Linked DNA regions of Arabidopsis thaliana: region 2 is linked to region 1. The links are chromatin contacts, called in public capture Hi-C maps. All regions are on one chromosome and are shown on one strand. The core of a region is the stretch at or near the end of the contact, and the rest is flanking DNA. Distances in the headings are between cores, read along the strand shown.

What was found. Capture Hi-C pulls out chosen DNA fragments and counts their contacts.
Region 2: a capture Hi-C map of seedling shows a contact between it and region 1, with 1.7 times the contacts expected there. The contact joins the promoter of ZTL here to the promoter of AT5G57250 in region 1. A contact is called at or near these places in 3 of 26 Hi-C or Micro-C datasets (callus, leaf and rosette leaf), 1 of 2 datasets of contacts at active chromatin or transcription factors (shoot) and 1 of 3 other capture datasets (seedling).

Annotation. Positions count from the first base shown.
Region 1 is chr5:23,197,059-23,199,915 of TAIR10.1, forward strand. AT5G57250 (Pentatricopeptide repeat (PPR) superfamily protein) reads right to left here and starts at 1,466. Exons shown (of 2, transcript NM_001085290.2): 1 at 1-1,466. The coding sequence starts at 1,466. CYP71B10 (cytochrome P450, family 71, subfamily B, polypeptide 10) reads right to left here. Exons shown (of 2, transcript NM_125108.4): 1 at 2,328-2,857; 2 at 1,531-2,256. The coding sequence ends at 1,636.
Region 2 is chr5:23,239,840-23,242,696 of TAIR10.1, forward strand. It overlaps ZTL (Galactose oxidase/kelch repeat superfamily protein), which reads left to right and starts at 1,481. Exons shown (of 2, transcript NM_125119.4): 1 at 1,481-2,002; 2 at 2,833-2,857. The coding sequence starts at 1,758.

The sequences.
Region 1 (2,857 bases), core at 216-2,715:
ATCATCGTTGCGTATGTGGCTGTATCTGGAGTCAGATCCATTTCTGGCATTGCCCTGTAAAGTGCATCAGCTTCTCCATATGCACCCATCAATAGAAATGCTTTCAGGAGAATGTTGCACATAACCAAGTCCATAGGGATTTTAGCTTCTAAAAATCTACGCCTAATCTCTAATACAGCATCAATATTCTGCACCTTTATATAACTATCCAATAAAGTACTATAAGTAATGACATCTCCCACAACTCCTTTTGAAACTTCATCTGCCTCCGACACTCTCCCTGCCATGCAAAGTCCATTAATCACAGTGTTATACGTAAGAATGCTTGGTTGTATCCCTCTCTGCTCCATATCCCCCAACATAGAGAAAGCTCGATTCAAATTCCCTTTCCTACAAATTCCATCTATCAAAGTCACATACAGAAACTCATCCACTTCGATTCCAACACTTAGAATTCTATTGAACAACACAAATGCCTCTTCAAGTTTACCCATTTTGCAGAGTCCCCTAATAATAGCTGTATAAGTAATCAAATTCGGCTCTACTCCTTCCTTTATCATCTTCCCTAATAACCCCAACGCTTCTTCAACATTCCCCTCCTTCGACAACCCATCTATTAGTATCGAATAGCTAACAACGTCTCGATTCATTCCCTTCTCCACCATTTCCCTGTCCTGCATAAGTGCATCCACCAATGCACCTCCCTTAAAGTACCCATGAATCCAATTACTATAGAACACACAGTCAAACTCAAATCCTTCATCTTCCAATCTCCTAACTAAATCCCTAACTTCATCAACCTTACCTAACTGACAAAGAGCACTCACAAGCGTAGTATAAGTTACAAGGTTCGGCACTAGAACACCTGAATCGACAGCACTTTCGAAAAACCCTAACGCAAGTTCCGGTTTACCAATCTTACAAAACCCAGAAATCACAGCACTACATACGAAATTATCAAATGGGTAATTTACATTCTTGTTCGTCATCATCTCTAAAACCTCAATAGCATTATCCATCTCTCCTTTCTCAACGAACCGATAAATCAGTGAACAGAACGTTAAGGAAGAAGGAAACGCACCGTGATTCCGTAAACAATCTCGGAGAATCAGAAGACCCTTACTTGGATCATCACGTGTGATGCTAAATCCATGAATTAGAGAATCTAACATATGGGTCCTGGGAAAAATCGAAGCTTTTGAAATATGGATGTTGATAAACTTCTCTGCGTCTTCGTATCGATTCAAATTGAGAAATGCCCATGAAACGATTGAGTAAATCCGGTGATTGATGTTGATTTGCTTCGAATCTAGCTGAGAGTAGAATTGAAGAATGCAATTAAACTTCTGAAGACGGTAGAGATATCGAAGAAATCTGTCGATAGAGTTTAACGTTGGAGAGAAGCCACTTTTGAGAAGAGATTGGAGAGAAAAGAGTCCTGAAGAAGTTCGAGGATAAAGCTTCATGGAGATTTCGCAAAAAAGGCGTCTCCTTTCTCTTGCTAAGGAAACTAAACGAATATAGAAGAGTCGGTTTACAACAGTGAACCGGTTTGATTCTGATTGAACCGGTTTATTTGGTTTAACCATTACATTACTTATGAGAAGTAAAAGGTCATGTTTACTTACACAAGTGTTACACTAAAGATTTCACAGGAACAAGTAAAAGGTCATGTTTCTTATGAGAAGTGAGTCCAGAAGCTTCATCCATGTAAATATCTTCAACGGCAACACCTTCTGGTAACTTCCAATCAAAGTGATACAAGAGATTAGCAAGACCAAACTCAACTGTTGTTATCCCCATGTACACTGCTGGACAAATTCTTCGACCACTTCCAAATGGTAACAACTCATAGTCTTGTCCTTTAACATCAATGTCACAGTCCATAAACCTCTCTGGGAGAAACTCTTCTGGATCTTTCCATATCTCGGGATCACGTCCGATAGCCCATACGTTGACATGAAGCCTTGTCTTCGGTTGAATCGTGTAGCCGTTGATCTTGAATTCAGATATCACTTCTCTTGGGACTAGAAGAGGTGCTACTGGATGTAACCGGCATGTTTCTTTGATAACCATATTTAGGTAACTGAGATGATTTATCTCATCTAAACTTATGATTCTTGTTTTGTTGTTTTTCCCTATTTGGGCTCTGATTTCGGATTGAACTTTCTTCATCACTCGTGGGTTTCTTATGAGTTCCGCCATTGCCCATGTCATGGTTATTGCAGAAGTATTGATTCCCCCCAAAAGAATGTTCTACATACAAAAGATAGATAATATGTTTTACAATATACTAATCTTAAAGGTTTTAATGAGATATGTCTTACCATCAAGATTGCTTTGATGTGGTTTCTTGTGAGTTTGCCATATCCAAGAACAGCTTCTTCCTTTTCCAACCTCAAGAGCAAGTCCACAAAATCATCTTCACTTTCTTCTCTGTTTTTCTGTAGATGTAAATCAATCATTTGTTCATAGAAAGCATCAAGATCTCGTACGCTTCTCTCCCTCCGAGCGTGTAAACCCGTGAACCAATCGACAATCCAACCGACATACGGGAAGAAATCCGAAGCAGAGAAGCTCCCCAACATCTCAAGTGCCTCGTGGACTAAATCTTGGAACTTATCATTGTTAAGCACAGTTCCTTGGAAATTCACACCAAATACTGCCTTGCAAATTACGTTAACGTTTAAAGAAAGAAACGTATCACTCAAGTTAACCAGAGTTTTCTGAGAAGCAGATTCAGCAATTGAGTCAATCAGTTTCTCCATCTCCGCCTCCTTGATTGGTTGAATCGAGTTAATTCGTTTATTACAAAAGAGTTCTTCAACACAAAGCTTCCTTAATTCTTTCCAATAAT
Region 2 (2,857 bases), core at 231-2,730, 43 kb after region 1:
AGAAAGAGGTGACGAAGAATTTTGACCAATTTGCTACTTTGTAAGGGAAATATAATACAAAAAAATTGTATTTAGCATCATTACAAACAATTTCTCCATTTTGTTTTAACTTTTACTATCAATTTTATTATTTTTATACGAAACTTATAATTAATAACACGAGGTAAGCCTGTTTTGTTAAATTGAGTATGTCAATTCATTTCATGAGATAATAACCTTCAAATAAAGTTCATAAGATAGTTGCCCCATATCGGTAACTTAGGCTTATAAAACAGTCTTATTATTGGTGATATAAAACAGTACTTAACTACTTATATATAAGTACTTACAACTTATTCTTATTATTGTTGATATAAAACACTAAAGTTGGGTTAAATCTTAATTCCAATTCAGCTGTTTGATGTTGGTTTAAAAGTCTGTTTGCACCTATGATTCTATGATATACCGAACCGATTCGATTAACCAGTAGTTACGAGAAGTTATTTGTTTCAACTAACTATCTATTGATTTGATGTAACTAGTTTGGTCCTCTGCGTATAAAAGGAACATTACAGAAGAGATTAAATGATAGGCAATTGATAATTGAGACGGTTCAAGAAAAGATTTAGCAACCAACAACCTTAACAAATTTTCATTTACGTAACTATAATTATAGATCTTGCTATTTTTCCATTTTATGGCGTCTTCTTATTACGAAACTCATACTATTCAGTCACATAATCTCATTTACTGGACTATAATGGGCTTTATTGTAATGGGCTTTATTGTAAGACATGAGCCCACAAATTTGGAAAGTAATAAGCTTCAGCTCAGCTAAAGAGAGTCTAAAAACCAAAGGGAAAAATGTCATTAAAATCCCCAACTTATTGAAAAAGTTGATTTAAATCCTCAACTTCCAACGAAACGAAATAAATATCAAACTTTTGTTGATTTTCCAAATAAATACCAAATTTTGGTTGACTTTCCAAATAAATATCAAACTTTTGTTCGAGTAGCCATATTAAGTATGACATTAACAGACCCTGTTATTAGAGTCCATTTTTTGTTAACAGACTCGTTAATTGAAAACGACAATATTCCCTATAACAATAAAACAACGTCGTTATGTCATAAATGCTCAATTAAATCCCAATTTCAAATCATATGAAGATTTAGGGTTAGAATTTTGCTTGATTTGGAGATTTAAGATTGGATTTGGGAATTTAATTCGGTCGTTATAATAAAACGAGGTCGCTTTCTTGTTATAGGAAACAATAACGTTTTAAATTAACGGATCTGTTAACAGAAAATTAACTCCGTGAACGCAATATGTTAATCTACTTAATATTATACCTAATATGACCATATATACGAAAGTTTGGTATTTATTTGGAAAGTCAACAAAAATTTGATATTTATTTCGTTTAGTTGGAAGTTGATAATTTAAATCAACTTTTTCAATAAGTTGGAGATTTTAATGACATTTTTCCCAAAAATCAAGGGGAGTTTTATGGTTTTATCTACTTGACCCGACAGAGAAATCCGGACCCGGATAAAATCCGACCCGTTCGAATGAACTCATACGGCCGAGATTTTTCCACCAAACTCGACGGTTACCACTCGTTTCTTTGTCCACCATCTTCTCTCTCTCTCTCTCTCAACCCCCGAAAATCTCCTTTTCCCAAAATTTTCCGATTATCTCACGCCGGATTGTTTTTCAATCGCCGTCTTCATAATCTCCGGCGACTGAAATCAGTCTGGTAACTATTTGAATTTTCATGGAGTGGGACAGTGGTTCCGATCTAAGCGCCGATGATGCTTCGTCACTGGCGGATGATGAAGAGGGAGGTCTTTTTCCCGGAGGTGGACCAATTCCATATCCCGTTGGGAATTTGCTTCACACGGCGCCTTGTGGATTCGTTGTTACTGATGCCGTTGAGCCGGACCAACCTATTATATATGTCAACACCGTCTTCGAAATGGTTACAGGGTATCGTGCTGAGGAAGTTCTCGGAGGAAATTGGTTAGTTGTTTTTTTGTTATCTTTGTGATTAGTGTTCTAATTGATGCGAGGAATTTCTATTTTTGGTTATTGGCTCACTTTACCAAATTTTGGCTACTTGGTGGAGTTTGATTAAGGTCCGTTTAGTTTGAGGATAGGTGAGGAATGTTTGTGATGATGGTAATCTGAAGGACACTCTATTGATCACTAGATTTAGTATGGATGGATACTTTGGTGGAGAGAAAACAAAGATATGTCTATTGTTAGATAATCATTAGAGTCTCTGCCAAATGGCAGAGAAGACTCAGTGGAGTCTCTGTGTGTGCCTAAGTATTCTCTGCCTTCAGATGTTTATTCAGTGATTGTAGTTTTCATATTAATCGAGCTCTCATGGCTGTTTTTGAGCTGTTTCAGCTGCTCCGCATGTTAAGGAAACTTGAAAGTGTATATAGATGCCGAGATAAAGCGAGCTATCCCTGTGTAGTTTCTCGGGGTCGTAGCGAACACAATAAATTCTTTACAATGTTGATGTGCAGTGAACCAGTGAAAAGGCTAAGTCCAATGCGTTTAGTTGTGTGTTAGTTTTCCATGAGAGAAGTGCTAGTAGCTTCCTTTATTAATAAGCTTTGATCTTACAGGAGGAGCTGATCAGTTCAAATAGTTGTTATTCTTGAACAGAATGAAAATCTGGTTAGGTTATAATTATGCTTGTTTGGTGTATTTGTTTTTTTTTTCAGTCTCTACATGCACGGCCAAATATTTTGTCTATTGCTTTTCCGCATCAGTAAGTTGGAGATAAATTTTGTTTTTGGTCTTATATTGTTTCTTAATTAATTTCTCGGATTCTGCAGCCGCTTCTTGCAATGTAGAGGACCG